Regions from separate parts of the Mus musculus genome. Here region 1 is linked to region 2. The links are chromatin contacts, called in public Hi-C maps. All regions are on one chromosome and are shown on one strand. The core of a region is the stretch at or near the end of the contact, and the rest is flanking DNA. Distances in the headings are between cores, read along the strand shown. Region 1 overlaps Chrm2 (cholinergic receptor, muscarinic 2, cardiac). Region 2 holds the start of Chrm2 (cholinergic receptor, muscarinic 2, cardiac).

Region 1 (5,891 bases), core at 540-3,039, 50 kb before region 2:
CCTTTTACTCTATGGGTCTTGAGGATGGATTTCTGGCCATTAGCCTTGGCAGGTGCCTTTGTCTTCTGAGACATCTTGCTGGCCCCAAATGATGGACATTGTGACAATGAAACTTAATCTCACCATCAACAGAATTGTACAACGGTTATTCTGTTGTGTGTAGGGTAGAGTATGGGTAGTGATGAAGCTATATAGAAATATGTTTGGCACAAGGTAAAAGCCTGCTTGTCAGAGCTGGAAGAAGAGACTGCAGTTGACATGTTATATGGGAGTCGGCAGCAAATAAATATTTGTCATTCCCTGTCTGAATCATCTAGGACATTATGATAATTGACCCTAAAGCATGAAAGTAACTGTAAACCTAAAACCTCGTGCTAAACTACCAATGGCATGGGATTTCATAGGATCTTAGAAGTAACATATGCAACACACACACACACACACACACACACACACACACACACACACACACAAGCTGATCTTTCCCCTAGGAACTTTGTATTTTGCTGAGCAGATAGGAAGTTTCTTACCATGTGCTTATCTTCAGATGAGAATTAAACAATGTAGTTTCTTGCAATAAATAGTGTATTGGGGAGGGGGTAAAAATATAAAGGTAAATTTAAGCAGTGATGGAATTTAGCTGGGATACAGGATGTGTGCAAAAGCTAATTGAAACACAGGTGCCAAATTCTGCTTGGTGTCTTCACATTCCCTATCACAATGCCTGTCCTTTTATGTTAGCTACATACCCATAACCCTGTCTGAGAATTCAACCGTCTCTAAACAGCTGCTTAGTTCTCAGCAATTTCTCAGTTGCTTGCTGAACATACCGTTTCACAGTTGAGTCACCCCACAAATGTATATAGAGTAAGAAGGGAGATGTATTCCTGGAAGAGTGGAAGAGTTAGTTCCATGCTGTGTTCTTTTGGTCACAAGAACTCAAAATCTATCTCAGAGCTTTTACATTTAGTGTTCAGTGTAAGAAATAATTATTTATGTACCATTTCTAATTTCCTTGGCTATCTGTGATTTTAGCACTTATAAGAAGCAATAGTACATCTACTTTTATCTATATATCTGACAACCACATTGGAAGTATCACTACAAGAAAGTTAATTTCATAAAAGATACCATCACATTTGCAATCATGATCTGAGAACTTTCTGCTCTACTAGATCCATCACATTGCATTGTAATAACATTCCTTTAAGAGGTGGATGATAGTTTGATGACAGTTGGCATATGATAGCTCATCTAATAACAGCTGTGCTCCAAAAATATTCCTACAACTCCTATTCAATAAGTAAATACATTGAGACTTAAAGGAATCTAAATGCATATGGTAGAGTCACTTTCTCTCAACCTTTTGTAAAAATTATTTACCTCTAAGAAAATGCAAGTCTTGTATCAGTTTATGCAACAGTATAAAAAAACAAGGAACAAAGCCAGCAACAGTTTAACATGCAGAAACTTTGGTAATGAAATCAAGAATGTCAGTGAAACTTTCTAATTGCTGCCTGTTTGTTAGGAAGGAGTCAGGCAGGAGTTGCTTCCCAGGGGAATCCATTCAATTCAACCATTACAAAATCGACTGTTCATATCCAGACTGGTTGGGAGGAACAGGAGAGCACCTATACAGAAGAAAGGCAGAATAGGGTGGAGATAGTGTTTGTAGAAGGCAGAGAACCCGAAGCTGTATATAGAAAATATGTGCAGATGCCCACAGTGAGGAAAGACAGAAACTGGGGTAATGTTCTGTGGCAGAAGAGGGTTATATAAAAGAGTTTGGCTTTCTTTTTTTTTTTTTTTCTCCCTAAGAAGTACAAGAAGAACATCTTAACTTGTGCACAGCTTTTCACTTCTAAGATTCCATGCTATACTGGGCAGAAATGAACAGGTCCAAAGGGATGCAACCTGACATGTGTGTGTGTGTGTGTGTGTGTGTGTGTGTGGTGTGTGTGTGTGGGTGTGTGTGTTGTGAAGAGAGATGTAGGGAAAAGAGGTATGTGACTCAACTAAAGCAGTAGCTGTGCAAATGTGGAGGGATTTTGAGAAATGTTAATGAGGTAGCGTCGACAGGATTTCTGGGTTACACGAAGGAAGCAGAGCGTAGGTGGTGGTGTGGGTGGGGGCAAGGTTGCTGCTTCAGCAAATGAGCTTTGGGAAAGAACAAATCCTAGTGCTGACTAAGGAGAGTCTCTCAGGGGGTGCTTGAGGCTGGGTGCCATGACTCGGAACACTTATGCTTTGTATGGATGAGACGTTTCTCCAGCACCACCTATGTGGTGTAGGCAAAGCTATCTCCCTACAGTCATTAGAAGGAGATGGGAAACTGATTTGAAGTAATGAAGAGAATGGTTTGTTGAGTTCTAGCATTTAAACCCAGGAGAGAAGGAAGAGAAGAAGAGAGAAGCTGCTAAGACAGTAATGAAGGTGGTGGCAGTGAAGGTCCGTGCACTATTGAAGGATGCAGACAATTGGACACGAGAGAGAAGAGTGGGGGAGTCCGAGCAGGAGAGGCAACATTTTAATTCAGGCTTTCAAGAAGCTTTGGAGCTATGACTGGTGATAACAATTCACCCAGATTTGGAAGTCTAAAGTGAAACAAAGACAAACATCATAGACAAGGAAGAGCAGAGACTGAGTGGCTGAAGTACTAGGACAGAAGACATGAAAGCCACCTAAGATGCTGGGAAGACTCACAATTCAGATTTGGAGGGCACAGCAGCCACAGAAGTCAATGGAGGGAGCAGGATGCCATGGAGCCTGGCAGGTGAGAGGCTCTTCACCATTGGGTAAGAAACAAGAAGCATCTTCTGGGAAGGTGCAGAATTCTACCACCTGCTTCTCAAACGGGAGGTTCCTGGGCAGATTTCACTTGAGATCACTGTGTGGAAAGTGGTACCCAGGAGAAAGTGAGGAGATAGATAAGATTGAGAAGGACAGGGAGACCCAGGTGAAGATCTGAAAACTGTCACCCTTGGGAAGAAAAAATATACTGCTGGCAGAAACTAAATGTGATGAATGGTGATGGGAAGTCTAGACATGAATGGGTTGGTTGAAGACTTTAAAGAGGAAATGCTGAGCTTCAGTGAATGGAGAGTACAAACTAAATTGAATCAATACAGTTTTTCCAGAGTCGACTTTTTCCAGAGTCGACTTTAAACGAATAATGATAGAATCTAAGGTGTGAATGATTCAGAGTAGGTATAACCACTTCCCCCCAAAGATAGAATACAAATCTAGCTTGGGTACTGAGAGAGGTGACAGTGCAGAACACAAGAGAAAACAGAATTTGGAGCAGCGCCTCCCTTCTCCCAGAGTTGTTTAAAGGCAGTTTCTAAATGCTACAGAGGATTTCCCATGTGACCAGGGCACACATACAATGAGAGCATATGTGCTGCTCCTCTCATCATGGTGACCAGGAACACACTGTGTGTTCAATCTCAGCAGTTGAATGAGCTCTCTTTTTAGACTAAGACATGAGCCGTGTGAAACACGAATGGGCGACTCTCCAGCCACTGGACTGTGATCCTCAGATCCCCCATGCCTGCAAGGTGAAGAATCTGCAAGTGGAAGGTGCCCTTATATTAACCGAAAGGATGTCCAGGGGGTTGTTAGTAAGAACTGGTGAGACATTGACAAAAAGAAGTGACGAAGAGGAAATAAAGCACAGAAAAAAGAGTTTGAAAATATATAACCATGGGAATTGCTGACATACACTGTCTCTGTCCACTGGAAACCTGAGCAATATGCTGGCAGCACATAGGAGACAATGTAAACTTCAGTTCTTGGGAAACTGATTAATGTAGAAATGTTGACTAGTAGACAAAGAGATAATCTGAAGATTGATATAAGCCACATGGGGCCAAAGGGCAAAGACAATCCACTGAGTCCTTAAGTTTATCACATGTGAGATGCAGATCATGCATTCTGGTTCTGCCAACCTTATTAGGTCAGACTTAAACAGACTTTAGAACTTACCCTATTGTTCATAAGTTATTGTGAAGGAAGGAAGGTTCTGAATGGAGAGATTCAATGGGATTTAAAAACAGAGAAACAAACACTAGTGGGCCAAGAAGATGACCCATGTGTACTTGCTGCACGAACATAAGGATCTGAATTTGGATCCTCAGAAACACTAAAAAGCCAGACATGACAGGGCACTCATGTAATCTCAGAACTATGGGGTATAGACACGATGGTTCTTAACTTCTCCACCTAGGTAGTTTATCCCAAATGGCAATCAGGAGGTTCAATGAAAGACCGTCTCAAATTAAAAAGTAAAGAAGCAACTAAGATATCCCAACATTAATTTCTGGTCTGGCCAGTTAAATGTGTTCAAGTATACCACCACAAACAGGCACCCCTAATCACCACACACTAATTAATGGGCCAGTTAAAGCCTAAAATATATCCTTTCCTGAGATAGTCTTGAATTTTAGAAAACATCCCTGTTCTGACTCGTGACCGTCATTTAATGTTTCCAACGGAACATTTGACTGCCTGAAAATCTACAAGCATCTACCATGTTCTTTATTCAACCTACAAATCAGTCTACAGCTGTAATAGTTTATTAACATAGAGAAAAGTTGCAGGAGGCACTACAGTTTACTTCTCAGGACGCTTTTATACTTATGACCTTGTGACACCTCAGCAACCATTCTTTCTTTTCAGAAGCCAAAGATGTGCTTCCATAATGTTCTAACTGATAAGAAACAAAGAGACACAGTATTTGTTCTTCCATGATTTTCTCACGTTAGACCATAGGAAAAGATAAGCAAAGTAAGGCTAGAGTGACTAAGGATGAGCAGAGCAGCAATCTGACATTTACAGAGGGGGAACACAGCGGGGAAAGATATATGAGGATTAGAAAGCACAGAGGTAACAGCTGTATCCATCGAACAGAGGGACAGGGCAGGGAATAACCAAGGAAAATTAGCAGGGTGAACAAGATTGAGTGGCATGTAGATGCCACCACAGTTTCTTGTTAAGCTTATAGTGTATCTATTCTCCCCTAAAACGGAGTGAGAGCTGGTAAATCAGTAAATCAGGCACAGTGGCACAGGCCTGAAATCCCAGCACTCGGCAGAAGGATCCACAGTCTATCATCCTCAGCAACATAGCAAAGCTCCAGGTCAGACTGAGCTACAAAACTAAGATTACAACAACAAGAAGAAAGTGAAAGCAAAGAAAGTGATGTGCTAGGACATCAATGGAAGGCCGGGGTAGCAGGAGCCCCCCAGACAAAGTGGACAAAACAAATAATCGACCAACAGACCAACAGCAACAGAACCATTGGAAAAGGTAATTGTTTCAGACAACTTTTGAAAGTAAAGTCAAAGCCAGGATGAATCTGGAGTTGATAAATAACACATATGCAGGCATACATTCAGTCTTCCAAGGTGAGAGGAGTAATAGCTGAGAGGGGAGAGGGGTAGAGGGAGAGAGGGGAAAGGAGGACTGAATGAGGCAGGGTGATGGAATCATAGACCGAGAGAGGAAAACAAGCATTAAATTGACAGTCTCTCCTGATCCTGAATTGTAAAAGAAATTAACCTTTAGTATATTTATATCAATACCACATCACACATTCTCAAACAGACAGACAATCAGGCAGGCAGGTAGGCAGGCAGGCACATATGCATGCACACTAGTACACACCCACATCACATTTACATAGTAAATAGCACTTTTAATGACTGCTTATAAACACACACACACACACACACACACACACACACACACACACACACTTTACCCTGTAATATTAAAAGTGTAAAAATGGTAAAGCATGAACATTTAAGAAAAAATAAGCTAATTAAGTAAAACCATCATAAATGTACTTTAAAGTAGAATGTGGAAATTAAAAAAAAAAACAAAACAGAAAA
Region 2 (6,164 bases), core at 950-3,449:
GAAAGAAGAAAGAAAGAAAGAAAGAAAGAAAGAAAGAAAGAAAGAAAGAAAGAAAGAAAGAAAGGAAAGGGTAGAGATGAATATAAGGTCAGAGTGGGAGATTCTGGACCTGGAGCAAGGGGCAAGGGTCTTCCTGTGGTGGGAAGCTTTGGAGCGTGGGGTTGCAGGAACAGGCTCATAGGGACCCCGAAGTGACACAAGAATATGAAAGGGCAGCTTGGGTGATGTGTCAGCAAGCAATTTTACTTGCCTTCCGTGTTTACTTCCATTTCTCTGCCCTCCTCCCAGCTCTTGGCAGCGAGTACTTCTCTCCATGGACATTTGCACACAAGCTCCCGAGTCTGCATCACATAAAGGGACTGAAAGACCGGTCGACCCTCCCTTGCACTATTTGGAGGCCCAGGAGAGCCGTAAGGGCACAGAAGGACCAGAGATAGAAACGAGGATGTATATATTGTAGAAGAACAGAGGCAGAGTACCCCCCTGCCCCCACAGATGTCAATTTGGGTGAATTCTTACCCTGGAGCGCTCTGCAAAGCAAGTCTCCCTGCTTGCTAGGCTTCTGACACTCCAGGGACATGGAAGGGTGGAGCGCACAGGTGGAATTTCTGTATTTTCTATCTGCAACCAGGTTTGGACCGCACCTCACTCGCTCCCAGAGCCACAAGTTAGAGATGATAGCCTAGCTCCTCAGGTGCCAACAGTAAAGGTCATTTGCGCTATTCTCTATCTAAGACCCGCAGAGTGGTCCAGTACCCACCATGAGTTGGGAGACCAAGCTCCTGCAGCGTCTGAGACTTCATCAGCTCTGGACTGGGGTCCCTTTCCTCAGCCACAGTGGACAATCAACCTTGCGCGCGCCAGCGGAGGAAAATAGGCTTGCAGAGGACTCCCTTCTCTCTCCTCCTGGAAACCTTCCCCAACCTTGTTCCCCTGCCAAGGTCCGGGAACAACAGCACTAAACCTGTCGTCCTCACCAGAAGGCTCTCTCCCAAGGCGGAGTCAGGGGACAGCGTGGAGTGGTGGCGAGAGGGGCCTCCACCCTAAATGCAATGTGCCCAGACCCTAGGGTATAAGGGGAGCTTAAGGGGGATGGGTGAGCGGCAGGAGAGACTGAGCTCTACTTGCCTTTCCCACGGCAGCATCTGGAGTTGGGGGGCGGGGGGATGAAGAGGACCAGAGTGTGGTAGCGAGGGTGAGGGGGTGCCAAGCTCAAAGACAGCCATACTGGAGTATCGGCGCTCACAGGCTGCTTTTTGCCACATTCCACTGGACTTAGCTATCCCAATGGTTTCCCCCGCCCCAGCTTTGAAACCCCTCCTTCTTTCAGACCCGCCAAGGTACGTGTCCTCTCCAGCAAGCCCCAGATGCCAAAGTTTCCATTGGAAAACCTGCACGTGTCAGGGACCACCAAACAATTCTTGCAAACCCAGACCCTCTGCGGCCAGGGTCGGGTGATGGGGAGGAGCTGCGAGGTACCAGGGCCCTTGATATGGACAATTAGAGAACCATGGTATAGCAGAGTCTTTACCTGTCACTGACTTAGTCGCCCGGGGCTGCGATCTGGTGGAGTCTGGCTGGAGCGAGGAGCCTTTGGCGGGCTCAGGTTGGACCGGTTTGGGAGCGAGCGGCACAGCTCGGAGTCCTCAGCTGGTTGCCCGCTTGCCTTCTCCCTGGATCTTGCGAGAGAAAAGCGAAAGATTAGTTGTCGCCACCGCACTTAGACGGGTGGGGCAAGGGAGGCGGGGAGACTGCGGACCCCAAGGCTCAGAGAAGGCTGCGGGGCATTTCACATGGGTCGTATCACTCGGCTAATCTGGGACCCCAATTAGACAATTCGGACTGGAGTTAAATTACATCTGTCTGCCGCCTTGAGCATCACACCCCCAAAACACAGGCAAATAAGACTTTCAAACCTGGCTTTCAGGAAGATGACAGTTAACACCGAAACAGAAAGGAGACCTGGGTGTGGAGAAGAGCTGGGCGGGCTTCATTTCTTCACCCTAGTGCCGGGGAAGTAGTAATTAGTGTCTGGGAGCTGCGCTCCTCCACTTCTCCCAGTGCCTCTGGCGATTTCCAAGTGGGATCTGCGACTTCAGGGCTCTGGCCAAGCCCGCAGGCTGGCGTGTGCGTGTGTGCGTGTGTGCGAATGAGTGTGTCTGTGCCCCCGCGTGCCTGCTCCCGGGAACTGGTCTCCTCGCCCTCACCCGCTGTGTGTAGCAGCAGAGCGAGAGTGGTGCCTCTATTTGTGCGTTTGTGTTCGATTAGCTGCAATGGGCGGACAGTTTCTGGAGAGAGCATTTACAATTTTCTTTCGTTCTGACAGGATTAGTTGCCGTTGAAGGGGGCTCCGCCAATGAAATCTTCTCTGCGCTCTGATTTGGCGGTTCTTCGGTGCAAATATGACAGCTTTCTCTCTCAGCTCTTTTCTGCATCTCTCCATGTCCGACCCCGGAGCCCAGTTCTCGGTCTGCAATTTCTACACCACAACCTTTGCAATCACCACCACCACCACCCCTAGGTCCCATGTCAGCAGGTGCCAGGTTGCTACAAAGGTGACAGGGCACATTGGGAAGAAGGCTTGTTGATTGCAGAAGATACTTATGCCCCGTGTTTCCAGGTGGGGAAATGTTAGAATAAATGTACTTTGTACTAAATATATAGTCATGGAGAATTGTTCAGATTGTTTATTTCTTTCTTTGATGCTAACTAATGTATTAGAAAGAAACAGATATTTATCTGTCTTTGCTGTTTTTTTTTCTTTCTTCCCAAACAGGTCGATGCCTGTGTGTTCCATCAGTTAATGGGGAGTAGTAGTTAAGAGAGTGTACTAGTGAGGTGTTGGTGAGGTGGGATTTTGCTGTCTATCGAGGAAAATAAAAGATGTGAACTTCCTGTGTTCAGAGCATGGACTAATTTTTGCCTTCATTTATTTTAATGAGAAATTCTTTCCCAGATTTATACCCATTGTTTGAAAGTATGGAACTTATTTGATAATATCATAATGTGATTATTCTAAGGTGTCGTTGAGGACAATTGCTCTTGATGATGTATATTGTATCTGATGACATAAATATGTGCTACCGAATGAGGCTTTCATTGCCAAATAGAATTAAAGAAGGAGTCATTGGAACCTTAAACTAAGTAACAAAGAACAGGACCTATCTCTTTTTTGATCGCAGAGACAGAGAAATTGCTATTTATTATGCTCAATGGAATTCAGCTCAGTTCGTGTTGCCCTGTCCTTGGCTGGGTGTTAAAGAGCACACAGAATAATGAAACCACGGTTCCTTTTCTTTCTGAGTTTCTCATCTTTGAGAATAAATACCCACATGAAGCTCTTGTAGAGAGGCTGACCATCAACACTATAAATTATACACTAATATAAATTCATTGGTGAATGAAAATCCTACAGCTATGCCTAAGTAGGACTGACACAGATTCAATTTTGCTGGATAAAAGCCATCCTGGTGTAAAGGATGGTAAGGGTATGTCGTTGCCCTCTGAGTCCCACGCAGGCATTTTAGTCTTGTTTGAGAAAGGCAGTTCTGAACATTATCGCCCTCAATCTACCCCAGAACTAGGTTTCAGTCAGTAAGCAGCTGATTCTTATTTTCATTTTCCCCCCTTCTCTGTTGGGTACTACAGAACGTAAGTTCACAAACATTCTATCTGCTCCTATCTCTAAGACGCCTTCAGAAATTCACATTGTCATAACATGCCTGAGGTTTTTGTGAATGCACTTGTGCATGCTTGCATGGTTGTGCACACACACTCACACACACACACACACACACACACACACACACACACACACACACACTGAAACTGAACAACAACAAAAAGAAGAAGAAGCTCCTGACAAGCAACAAAGAAAACCCAAGCATTTAGTAACCTGGACTCTGGTTCTGTTTTTGCTTCCCATTATGACTCTGTTCTTCCTAAAAGGAGCTACCTATTTTAAACTGGGAAGTAAGTAAATAGCCAGCAAAGGCTCACAACCATCAGGATTTTCCTAGGAGCTAGAAACAGAAGTGACACTCTCAGCAAGCAAGCCTCAAAAGTGCCCACTTTCTTACGTCATTACCCAGAACAACTTTATCTTTTATCATGAAGGCTTGTTGTATCTTGGCCACTCACTGTCGGTGAAGTGAAGAAATTATTTAACTACTCTGAATGTCAACTTTTTAGTCTATAAAATGGATATGTTTTAGATTTGTTAGATAGAACAGTAGAGTCAATTGCTGCAAAGTTCTCAGCAGATTTATTTGTTTGTTTGTTTGTTTGTTTGTTTGTTTGTTTTGGGCACATGGCAATTTAGCTATGGCTGCAGGTTGTCAGCTCAGATTTAAGGATTCAGATTCCTGGGTCATTCATGCCTGTGACCTCTTTGAAAGTGTTTACCAGGGAGCATTGCAGGCAAAACACGAAGGACGCTACCCACCAGAGGGATGCGAGATGCATGTTAAACATAGTCCATCATCACACTGACTCCAGGGAGCCTCAGTCTTTCCCCTTTCTAGTTTCTTTCTGTACAGGAAATGGTCGTGAGTTTTCTGAGCATTTTATTTTCATCTCTTAAACAAGTTCACTTTCTGAGATAAAAGAGTGTTCCTTCACCCCAGGAATATAGTGTTTGCATTTATTAGTAACTCTTGGTGTGGAACATTTTCAAAAGTGCTTTTTAAAGACTTTGTAGAATGCATCTGTGGGTTTCCCTTTATCTGCATGACTATTTTCCACCTCAAAGCACTCTAATAAATTAGTAATTTCCACTTGTGAAGCCAAACTTCATTACCTACCTCCTTATAATGCTAGTTTTAGGCATGTGATGAGGAGAGCCAATGCCCCCAGGGCATGACTTTGAGTCTTCTGCAAAGTTCACTTTTTAGCAAGACTAGAAACAAGGTCACCAGTAATCAAAGAAGAAGGGATCTGGTTGGCTCTCAGTCCTGGAGACGTGGCACGCATTTTACTGCACCATGTTGATTTCAGTGCAAGAGGAAGGAGGTTTCAGTAGTTATATGTACGGATCACTACTCTCTCATTGTAAGTGGATTTAGGGTGAGTTGAACTCTGGTGGTTTCCCACCAGGTCTGGCAGCCATACATTTGCCCCCTCCCACTTTTTCTATTTTTAAGGACCTGAAAAAAAATACAGGGGAAGTCTTGGCTTATGGAAGGAAAATGAACTAGAGTAGATCTTATTGCCCTCAGTCTCCCACCCATAAAACTGTTCCAAGTGGTACAGAGAGGCAAGCACGAGGCTTAGGAGCTCGGGGTAGGGGGAAGCAGCTTGATACCTCATATGTACACCTATGGAACTTTTATTTTTCTGTGATTCAGTTTGGAATATAACATTCATGGGTTCAAAGTGGGTCTTCCAGTGACAGTCACTTGGAATGGGCTTTTCAGTAATTCTGTTGTTTTAAAAATCTCAATAACAGCCCCACAATAGGCATGCCATTCTTCTTAGAGTTATTTATTTTCCCTACAAACACTCCCAGAGGGTAATTTAAAAGCTTCTATTCTTCAGCTAGAAAAGATGATGTCCTTTTGTCATAGAAAAATCCTAAGCCTTTCTTTTGCATACCCTGCAGCAGAAGTTTTCATACACAAATGGGACTGATTCTGAGTGACAGTGTTTAGTGACAGAATGACAAACAATGCTCTGTTACTTGTCCCCCCTTTTCCTGGAAGTTTGGCATCACAGATGTTTTAAACTCATCCTGTCTTAGCCTTGATAGTGTTATCCAAAGCCTAAAAAGCATTTACTGCTGCTGAGTCTGAGATATTTAAAATACAGAGGTCTGTTCTAAATGGGGAATATTAAGAAGGAAGAAATGGTGGTGGGGGAGGGGCCTCATGGTGCAAAATGTTAAGCAGCCGCTGATAAACCAGTGTTGAGTACACAGAGGGAAACAGACAGGTGGGATGCTGGGTTGCTCAGAGGAGCATTTAGTCTGTATTCATTCCTCCCACCAGGAGGCAGAGCTGAAGACCCACACAGGGACAGGGGCTGAGGAGTCCCAAATGTGTCCATTTCAAGTGTATCTTTTCCACAAACAATTTTCTTTTTCTTACTGGATATTTTCTTTATTTACATTTCAAATATTATTCTCTTTCCCGGTTTCCCCTCCGGAAACTCTCTATCCCATCCCCACT

The links. A called contact is a pair of places that touch in the nucleus more often than the background predicts.
Region 1: a Hi-C map of cerebral cortex shows a contact between it and region 2, with 2.0 times the contacts expected there. The contact joins the enhancer-like site here to the promoter of Chrm2 in region 2. A contact is called at or near these places in 2 of 484 Hi-C or Micro-C datasets (cerebral cortex and nephron progenitors) and 3 of 9 other capture datasets (adipose tissue, embryonic stem cells and liver).

What each region holds. Positions count from the first base shown.
Region 1 is chr6:36,434,364-36,440,254 of GRCm38.p6, reverse strand. All of the region lies in intron 2 of Chrm2 (cholinergic receptor, muscarinic 2, cardiac), which reads right to left. Among named protein-coding and RNA genes, the nearest start is that of Mir490, 16 kb to the right of the region's middle. Within about 2 kb of position 1,789, at least 8 of the 459 cell types and tissues checked have an H3K27ac peak or open chromatin away from gene starts, as enhancers often do. A contact at or near this core is called in cerebral cortex, where this site is marked.
Region 2 is chr6:36,384,119-36,390,282 of GRCm38.p6, reverse strand. Chrm2 (cholinergic receptor, muscarinic 2, cardiac) reads right to left here and starts at 2,199. Exons shown (of 3, transcript NM_203491.3): 1 at 1,917-2,199; 2 at 1,532-1,679. It overlaps 9330158H04Rik (RIKEN cDNA 9330158H04 gene), which reads left to right and starts at 2,049. Exons shown (of 6, transcript NR_015589.1): 1 at 2,049-2,127; 2 at 2,327-2,620.